Regions from separate parts of the Pan troglodytes genome. Here all the other regions are linked to region 3. Evidence: chromatin contacts called from public Hi-C data. All regions are on one chromosome and are shown on one strand. The core of a region is the stretch at or near the end of the contact, and the rest is flanking DNA. Distances in the headings are between cores, read along the strand shown.

Region 1 (3,215 bases), core at 117-2,616, 270 kb before region 3:
AAAATACACCTTGCCACTATGTGAATCAGTTATTTCAAGTACCACCACAAATGGACTACTAACCTTCCCAATGGGAGAAAACCCAAACGCGTGACCTTTTACTTCACTTAGAGTTGATGTTATGCCCTCTAAGTACAGACTTTCTACACGATATCCATTCCTCATTTTCTTCTACTGTAATCCTATCTCCATATATTGCAATGTATGGCCTTTTGCTGGCAAAAGGAGAAAAAAAGAAAAATGTATGTATTATACCATTCCTTTTTAAAAAGGCAAAGAAAGGGCTTGGTGTGCAAGAGAGTATTTATTAAACACTAGTAGCAAAGAAAACAAACAAAAAATGCAACAGTCCTCATTACTGTAGCTGGTGTTGAAGCTTCTTTCTTCTGGGCCCATTCCATAGTTCCCTGTGACTTCAGTTAGCATCTCAGTTGGTTGGGGTGATTTGCTCAATGCAGCAACCTGAGGGGTATGATCCCTTGTGGTCCTGCCTTTATAGGGTTGTGGTAGCCGTCTATTGCCTTTACATCTGGGTATGGCAGTTCAAGAAAGCACCCTCAAGGATAAAACATGCTATTCATGATCTATTATTTTTCTTTGATGACTAGGACAATCCCCCTAGTCAACCCCATGACTCACTGTTTTGTCTATTCCCTTAGATGACCCCACGGATTCCGTTGCACGGAGTCTCTGAAGTCCAAAATTTTTAAGCATAGGGCACAACGTTCTTCATGATTTGGCCTTGTCTCTTCTCATCATGCTTGCTCTTGCATCTGCCATTTGACACTTTGCTTAACTCCTGGCCAGCTACTGGTACAAGCCAAGCTCTCACTCCATATCGTCCTTCTTCTCTGCATGCCCTTCTCCACTGTGCCTGTCCTTTAACTCTTATTCATCATTTATTTCAGTCTCAATTGAAGAGTCATTATTTCTAGAAAGCCTTCTCTGCCCAGCTCTCTACATTGCACCGTTCCCTACAGCACCACCAGAGTGCCTCTAACACTTGATGGTTTCATTGCTTATATATTTTTGTTTCTGTGCATAAGCCTCCCGAGGGAGCCGCCGCTGTTCGATTTATTCTATAGCTAGTTCCTCGCCCTGAGTGTAAGCGTCACGAGAGCTGGGGCTGTCCTCTGTTCGCTCTATCCCCAGCCCCTACAGCAGTGCCTGGTTGTTCACAGGCCTATATAGCAGGTGATAATAATCTGAATAATGAAAGAAGAAACACTGTCTTGTGGCGTGATTTACTTCTGTTTTTACTTATGTCAACTTTTAACTAGATTGTGAGGACAGAGGTCAGTGTCTGAGTCATCTTGTGCCTCACTGGGCTTGGGCAGAATAGACGCTTGGTCAAGCATTTGCACACTGGTCGATGGATACACTAGAAAGAGCAGGAGCGCGAGAGGGAATTTTTTTGGCGCCTGCCTCGCCCTTTCAAGCCAAGCCCCTCTGCCCTCTGCCCCTTGCCAGCCGCCCGTCGCCCGCCGCCGGCGATCCCTCTCCCGGGGAGCGGTAGTCAAGCGAGGCCAGCGGGCCGGGAGCGGGCGAGGGGCGGGACTTCCGGTCCCGCTCGCGACGCGGACCGCGCCAGGCGGAAGCCCTGCTCCGGGCCAGCATCCGAGAGCCCGGACTGGAGGTGAGTTCGCAGCCGGAACGTTGCAGGCACTTGTTTCCTCAGTGGATGCCTTTCGGCGCGCCGCCGCCCGGCGCCGCGGGACTGGGAGACCGGGTAGGGACGGGAGAGTCGGCATCTCCTGCGCGTGTGGAGGGAAAGCCGGGACGCCAGGCTTGAGAGAAGGGCCAGGACTGAGAACGGGGAACCAGGAGAGCCCTAAGGGCAGCCTTTAGGGACTGAGGAGGGAGGCACCGGGGACCCTGAGGCCAAAGAGGCCCTGAGACTGGAGGTTGCGGATGACACGGGGCAGAGTTGCATCTCGGAGGAAAGTAGTCATTCGTGGGGGCGTGTCCCGGGTCCTGGCGGATTGACTGCGAGGATGGCAGGAGATGGCAAAGGTTGGCTTCCAGGGAGAGGTTACAGAGGAGGGAGTCAGTCGTTGTCTGAGGGTCGTAGGTGAGAAGGACGTCTTGACCTAACGAACCAGAAAGATGACCAGCCGCCTATTGGATGCTGAACTCCTATTGCTTCATTTGCAATTCATGCAGTTTGTTTTTTGTTTTTAGAAATATATCCCGCTCCGCGCGTGTGGATTTCGGGAAAATATTGTATATTCCTAGGGACCGCTCGAATTCTTGCTTCACCCAGATTCTGCGTGTCTTTGTCAAACTGATAGTAGTTGAGAGTTCTCTTCAACCAAGGAAGACAACCAAAGTTTTCCTTTGGGACTCTTCTCTACCCTGCAGAGTTTAGCTTGTCTTATTTCCTTTGTCATGGGATGAACTAAATGCGTTCAGAATTATGGTGATAATCACATGGAAAGCCAGTGCTGTCAATGTTTGCAGTTTCAACTCATTGTTTTTCTGTCCAACTTTCTAACACATTTTTTCTAAAAGCTATTTTGTTGGGTTTAGTCTTTTAGTTTAACCAATAAAGGCAATTTTACATCAGGGTGCAGCAAATTACTAGCAGTTCTTAAGATTTTACTGTTCCTTTTTATTTCTGCTGTAAGGAAATATATATATATATATATATATATATATATTTGCCATTGTCAGTGTTTTTTAAAAATATTGATAACCCAAGATCTGTTGTTACACGCACATTAGCACATTTAGTTTTCCCCAGTGGCCAGTGTTTGGTATGTGGGCTCATTATTATTACCAATGGTAATTATTGATTTAGTTATTATTTACCTTGCATTTATGTTTTATTGGATGTGATTAATATGTGCTTCCTAATCTACATAATATAGTGTTTCACTCAGTGTAATTACAAAGATTCTCCTAGCTTTTAAGTAGGTAGTAAGTGAATTGGATTTTTGCCACAAAGTGAGCAAGGTAGCTAGGAAGAATCATAACACTGTCACTGATGGAGGGTGAGATCTGATGATTGCTTTGCTTGTTTCAGGTGTTTCACATTTCAAATGTTAGAAGTTTTTGTTTTAAAAATTACTGTATTAGTACAGGTAACTTTTAGATCTGATTTGGTGGTCTGACTTGAACTAATTCAGGAAAACTAGAACATTTTATATTTATTGGTACTGCGATGTCTTGCTAGCTTATAAATTCTTGATGGCCTTGAATATCTGTGCTTGAGT
Region 2 (2,967 bases), core at 437-2,936, 350 kb before region 3:
TAAGTTTGTATCTAAAGATTTTATTTGACATTTGAATAATTTGCTTAAAATTTAAATTTTTATTTAAGAATGTTATAGTAATAAAGGGATCAAAATAGTTAATCTGGAAGGGGAGTTGACAAATTATAAAACAGAAAACTATATTTGATTGTGCATATCCAAAAAGCCAGAGCTATCACTGATTTGCTTGAGGTCGGTAGAAGCTTATATAGTCACTTTCAGAGCACTCCCCTGAGAAAATGTCAAGACTTGAATTTGCTTCTCTAATGCAGAGCTTCTCAGGTAGTTTGTCTCAAGCTATTGATCGAAGCCTTCTGGGTGGCTAGCTGGGCAGCACTTAAGGTGGCTGGAGCTCCCAGGCTGGTCGCCTCCAGAATTCCAAACAAATAATTTTCTCTATCTGCCATGATGTAAAAAATGTTGCAAAACACCACAGTGGGACAGGCATGGACAGGCATGCAGGCAGTGGGGTGCATGTATGTCGTTTAATACTGAAAATAAGGATACAAAAATCCTGCCAGGTGATGCTCCTGTAATTCTCAAGGAGCAGCAGTGATTTGTTATTTCACATTTTTCCTCACTCTATCCTTGCCCCCAACACACACACTGCAAGTCACTGATTGGAGCAGGCCAGTGTTCCTTCAGGTGAAGGGGCCTAGAGAAATGTCAGTGAATACCGCGCTGTGAAACTCTGCATCTGAGGCGCGCAGTGGGGCTTTGGTTCTCTCCTCTCACCAGGGGTTTAACCTTTCAACCACCTCAGAAAAAAGGAAAGGTGGAAGCAGGAAGGGGGACCAGCAGCTCTGGGCAAGCAACGCTAATTGGCTCCAGCATAATGACCCAACATCAGTTCTTAGCTGAATTTTAACAGTCCATTTGAAAATATTTTCTAGATAAATGAAAATGGAAAGAGCTCTAGAAAATGTTTAAGTGTTACATACTTAAAATAGTATATTTACTTATTGAAGTTAAATGCCAAGATGTAGAACTAGTGTGTTATTTTCTTGGTACAGATTACAATGCTGTGTTTCAGTGAAGGAGCTAATTGAAATGATTAGTAGATAGATGTAATCAGAAAAATATTAAATGAAGATAGTAATTTCTAAAGCAGGAAATAAAGACAGTTACAAGTCTGTTCTTATTTTTCTAATCTGTTATAACTCCTCCCACCCATTAACCTTAACTAAATGTATGATTCATTTGTTAAACAAATACTGAGTTCCAGCTACGTGTAAGGCATCGTAGGGGCAGAAGATACAGCAGTGAACATAACAGGTAAAACCCTCCCTCTCTGCCAAGGGGCGGGACAGGGAGGAAAGGGAAGACAGAGACAGGTGGAATATGGAGTGTTCAGTGTTGGTAAGTGCTAAGGAGAAAAAATGAAACGAGGTAAGATGCAGAGGGTGGTGGTGAAGGCAATGGGAGGTTGCCTTGAAAGCGGAGCTCCGTGTAGTCTCCATTTGAGTTAAAGACTGGAAATGAGCAAGGAAACAGTCTAAGGAAAGAAAGACTAATAGAGCAGCCAGCACAGAGCTCTGCAGAGAGAGAGGGCGGACCTGTGTGGTCAGGGAATTGCAGGAAGAAGGCCCGTGGGGTTAGAGTGATGTCAGTGGCGGGAGAGTAGTACAAGATGGCGTCAGAAAGCTCGTAGGGGTTAGGTATACGGCCTTGTAGGCCATTGTGAGGAGTTTGGCTTTTACTCTAGGTGAGACGGGAACCCACTGGAGAGTTTTAAGCAAAGACATGACATGGTCTCACTTCGGATTTAACAATTCTGGCTCCTTTTCGAGCGTAGACTGGAGGGGGCCAATTAGGAGGCTGCTGCAATAATCTAGGTGAGAGACGACGGCAAGGGTGAGAGATTATAGACCAGGGTGGTAGCAGTGGAGTAATGAAAAGTATGATTCCAGAAATATCCAAGGCAATTTCCTGGCAGATTTGATGTGAGGTGTGATTAAAGAAGAACCAAGAATGACTTTAGTGTTGTTGGCCTGAGCAACTGGAAGAACAGAGTTGCCATTTATTGAGATGAGAAGGCTGCCGGAAGAGTAGAGGTAAATGTGTGAGTATGTGTGTGTTGGGGGGACGGAGGGAGAGTTGCACTGAAAGCATGAGCAAAGATTTAGACAAATTAGGATTGAGATGTCCATTAGACAACTAAGAAGAGATGTCAAGCAGGTAGTTGGATCTGTGAGACTCAGGGAAAAAGTCTGACCTGGAGAATATAAATGTTACAATCATCTGTGTGTGGATAGTATTGAAAGCCACAGGGCCAAAGGAGATCATCAAGAAAGCAGATAGGAAAGAGAAGAGGTCCAATCACTGAGCCCTGGGGTAATACAATATTTAAAAGGTCAGAGAGATTATATGGCCTGTTAATTACATTATATACTTAGGAACTATCCTTCACAGTCTGTATTTGGGGTTTTTAAGAAACAAAAGGTAGAGGTGCTCCCAAGAATTAAACTGAGCCGGGCGCAGTGGCTCATGCCTGTAATCCCAGCACTTTGGGAGGCTGAGGCAGGAGGATCGCTTGAGTCCAGAAGTTCAAGACCAGCCTGGGCAATATAGGGAGACTCCGTCTCTACAAAAACAGCAAAAAAAAAAAAAAAAAAAAAGGCTGGGCGTGTGACACGTGCCTGTGGGAGGTCGAGGTTGCACCACTGCACCACTCCAGCCTGGGCAAAAGCAAGACCGTGTCTCAAAAAAAAGAAAAAAAAAATTAAACCAAAGCCAAAAGAAGATCACTTACAAAATACCCACATCTAGGTGTGAAGCTGGCAATGTTCCCAAGGTTTTTGTAAATAAGTTGATTCCAAACTGTTCACTATTGAGACCCCTCTGTGTGACATGTACCGATTACAAAGATGAATTTTGCATAGCATATTCTAAAATGCCCATTAGGTGGCAGAAAAACATTCAGTAAACCAACTGTGAGCTAGCTAGTGCTCACTCTTGTGCTCATTC
Region 3 (3,243 bases), core at 413-2,912:
CAGTGTGGTGTGTGTGCTGTGTATGTGTGCTGTGTGTAGTGTGTGTGCTGTGTGCGTGTGTGTGGTGTGTGTGGTGGGTATACAGTGTGGTGTGTGTGCTGTGTTTGGTAGGTATACAGTGTGGTGTGTGTGCTGTATGCGTGTGTGGTGTGTGTGGTGGGTATACAGCGTGGTGTGTGTGCTGTGTATGTGTGTTGTGTGTGTTGTGTGCTGTGTGCATGTGTGTGGTGGGTATACAGTGTGGTGTGTGTATGGTGTGTATGTGTGCGTTTGTGTGGTGTGTGTGCTGTGACGTGTGCTGTGGCGTGTGTTTGCTGCGTGTGTGGCAGGTATACAGTGTGGTGTGTGTGTTCTGTGTGGTGTGTGTGGTGGGTATACAGTGTGGTGTGTTATGTGTGGTTGGGTGTGTGGTGGGTATACAGTGTGGTGTGTGTGCTGTGTATGTGTGCTGTGTGTGTGGTGTGTGTGGTGGGTATACAGTGTGGTGTGTGTGCTGTGTATGTGTGGTGTGTGTGTTATGTGCTCTGTGTGTGTGTGTGGGTATACAGTGTGGTGTGTGCAAAGTGTGTATGTATGCGTTTGTGTGGTGTGTGTGCTGTGGCGTGTGTGGGGTGCGTGTGGTAGGTATACAGTGTGGTGTGTGTGTTCTGTGTGGTATGTGTGTGGTGGGTATACAGTGTGGTGTGCTATGTGTGGTTGGGTGTGTGTATGTGCTGGTTGTGTGTATGTGCTGTGTGTGTGGGGTGTGTGTGGTGGGTATACTGTGTGGTGTGTGCGCTGTGTATGTGTGCTGTGTGTGCTGTGTATGGTGTGTGTGCTGTGTGTGGTAGGTATACAGTGTGCTGCGTGTGTGGTGTGGTGTGTGTGCTCTGTGTGTGCTGTGTGTGTGTGCTGTAGGTATACAGTGTGCTGCGTGTGTGGTGTGGTGTGTGTGCTCTGTGTGTGCTGTGTGTGTGTGCTGTGTGTGCTGTGTGTGTGTGCTGTGTGTGCTGTGTGCGTGTGTGGTGTGTGTGGTGGGTATACAGTGTGGTGTGTGTGCTGTGTATGTGTGGTGTGTGTGTGTGCTGTGTGCGTGTGTGGTGGGTATACAGTGTGGTGTGTGTATGGTGTGTATGTGTGAGTGTGTGTGGTGGGTATACAGTATGCTGTGTGTGTGTGCTGTGTGTGTGGGGGGTGTGTGTGGGGGGGTGTGTGTGGGTCCCCTGAGTGGTGTGGGGGAACAGGGACGGACCGCAGGTGCAGGTGCTGGCGGTGGTTGTGTCACCAGCCAGATGGCTCTATCTATGAAGACTGTTTTAGGGATTTCTGTTGGCGTTTTGTTTGTTGTGTGTTTTGTCAGCTTGCGCCTCGCAGGGGTTTCTCCCCTGAGGCCGGCGCCTCCGGGTGTGGTGTTGGCGCTGTGTCTAGGGTTTCTAGAAGGGGGAGGAATGAGGGAAAGAGGCCCCTCCGGGCACTGGGACAGGCTCAAGGGGAACGGCCCCGAGCTGGGTGTTGGCTGAGTGTGAATTCCAGCAGCCAGGCTCACAGACCCGTGTCACCTCTGACGTCAAGTGGCAGGGACACGCTAAAAGCCTTTGAGTCTATTGATTGAGAAGGCTCCAGAAGGTTTTGGAGCGCTGGAAGAAGGCCAGGCCTGGAATTTACGCGTCGGCCTCTTGGTGTCTCCTCCCGCTGAAGGGAGTAAATCCAGGCAGGTCTGGGGCTGCCGGTCGGGCACCTGGGGCGGAGGAGCCTCGAGGCTGTGGTCCTGCAGCGCCACCTGGGGGCGGCGAGAAGAGTAGCCGCAGAGGCTCGGGAGGACGCGCCCTCGGGTCCAGCCGCAGCCAGCACACCGGGAGGTGGTCAGGGGTCATCTCTTCTGCGCCGGCCCCAAAGTAGACTGTCCAGTTCCCTGGGAGATACTGCGAAATCTGCTTCATGTTTCCATTCGTAGACAGGAAAAAAAAAAGCCCGCCCCAAAAGCCTGAGCTTCCATTAGGATTACCTTGCCTGGGGTCCCAGAGTGACCATAAAACACCATTTCCCACCCTCCCTGCCCCATTGGTTTGTCAGAATACCGCTTCCACTAAGAGGTACCATCGTTTAAGATTCTTAGAATATTCTACCTAAAAGGCCTGAATATTCTCATATTCATGTGTGGCCTTAGAATGAATATCCAGCCTGAAAGGAGATGGTGAAGTATGCCTGCCTCATAGGGAAACTGAGGCTCAGCAAGGCTCCGTGGAAGAGGGGAAACCTTACCCTCTGAGTGCTCCATAATGGAGTCTATGGAATAAGCTGACAGCAGGCGGATTAGCAGGAGGAAGGGTGACCACATTTATTATGCACATGGATGCATCATGGGAAAGAAAAGTGAATATCCCCAAACCAATGAGAGACCTAGAAGCTTATGCGCCTGACTCACCGCGGAGGCAGGAGAGGGGATGGAGGTGCCATGGGGAGAATGAATGATTTGGGGAAAGATGAATGGGCCCTTGGGAGAATATGGGTAGCCTATGACAAAGTTGGCCTGGGCATGGCATCAACCTTCAGTCCCCTCTGCTGTGATGCGAATCTCCCCTGGCTCATGAATTTCCTGGGGAGGGGATTCATGATAATTGAGGTCCCTTTGGAGGGTCCGTCTTTAGGCAGACAAAGGCAGCTCAGAGCAAGCCTCCGCCTGCATCCCGTGCTGCCCAGTGCCTTCGGTTCAAGGTAGCTGGCATACCGTGTTTGGGTGGCACTTCCCGAACTCCTTCAGCCCAGTCCCTTGACTTTAAGCCCAGTGCTCTTTCCACTGCTGTCCATGGTGTGTGGCCCTCCCCCTGTGCAGAGTGTGTGACTGGGCACCCGCAGAGGGACACCAGGCCACAGAGAAAACAGAGAGAGGCAGACCCAGATAATGCCAAGATGTGCACAGAGCTGAGTGCTGTAGAGGGAGCCGCAGGCATGGGATGGAGGGTGTGACACCAAGTGGTACCACCCACAGGACACATCTGCGAAGATACTCAGACTGAAGTCTGGGTCCCAGAGAAATGACTCTTTATAGCACCTGGAAAGGCTACCCTGCTGCCTGCAGTCTCTGTGGAACAAAGAAGAAATGAATATTGCAATACATGTCACACGTAAATTCAGCATCTAGCCCTGTTTGTACTTGACCTGGCCTGGCCACCTTGTTACCTTATGCTCCTCATCACAAACTCCTCCCCAGAGCCAGGCTGCTGGCCTCCCTGAATATCCTGCTTTCGCGCCTTTGCTTTTGCT

The links. Hi-C and Micro-C count contacts between places; a contact is called where the count stands out from the background.
Region 1: a contact with region 3 is called in a Hi-C map of stem cell-derived neural progenitor cells, with 4 times the contacts expected there. The contact joins the promoter of DISP1 here to the enhancer-like site in region 3. A contact is called at or near these places in 1 of 7 Hi-C or Micro-C datasets (stem cell-derived neural progenitor cells) and 1 of 1 datasets of contacts at active chromatin or transcription factors (stem cell-derived excitatory neurons).
Region 2: a contact with region 3 is called in a Hi-C map of stem cell-derived neural progenitor cells, with 2.7 times the contacts expected there. The contact joins the promoter of FAM177B here to the enhancer-like site in region 3. A contact is called at or near these places in 2 of 7 Hi-C or Micro-C datasets (blood and stem cell-derived neural progenitor cells).

Annotation. Positions count from the first base shown.
Region 1 is chr1:26,266,001-26,269,215 of NHGRI_mPanTro3-v2.0_pri, reverse strand. It overlaps DISP1 (dispatched RND transporter family member 1), which reads left to right and starts at 1,366. Exons shown (of 8, transcript XM_063809944.1): 1 at 1,366-1,636.
Region 2 is chr1:26,343,620-26,346,586 of NHGRI_mPanTro3-v2.0_pri, reverse strand. It overlaps FAM177B (family with sequence similarity 177 member B), which reads left to right and starts at 1,686. Exons shown (of 5, transcript XM_016939388.4): 1 at 1,686-2,054.
Region 3 is chr1:25,995,445-25,998,687 of NHGRI_mPanTro3-v2.0_pri, reverse strand. No RefSeq gene overlaps it. Among named protein-coding and RNA genes, the nearest start is that of TLR5, 31 kb to the right of the region's middle. Within about 2 kb of position 1,662, at least 16 of the 24 cell types and tissues checked have an H3K27ac peak or open chromatin away from gene starts, as enhancers often do. A contact at or near this core is called in stem cell-derived neural progenitor cells, where this site is marked.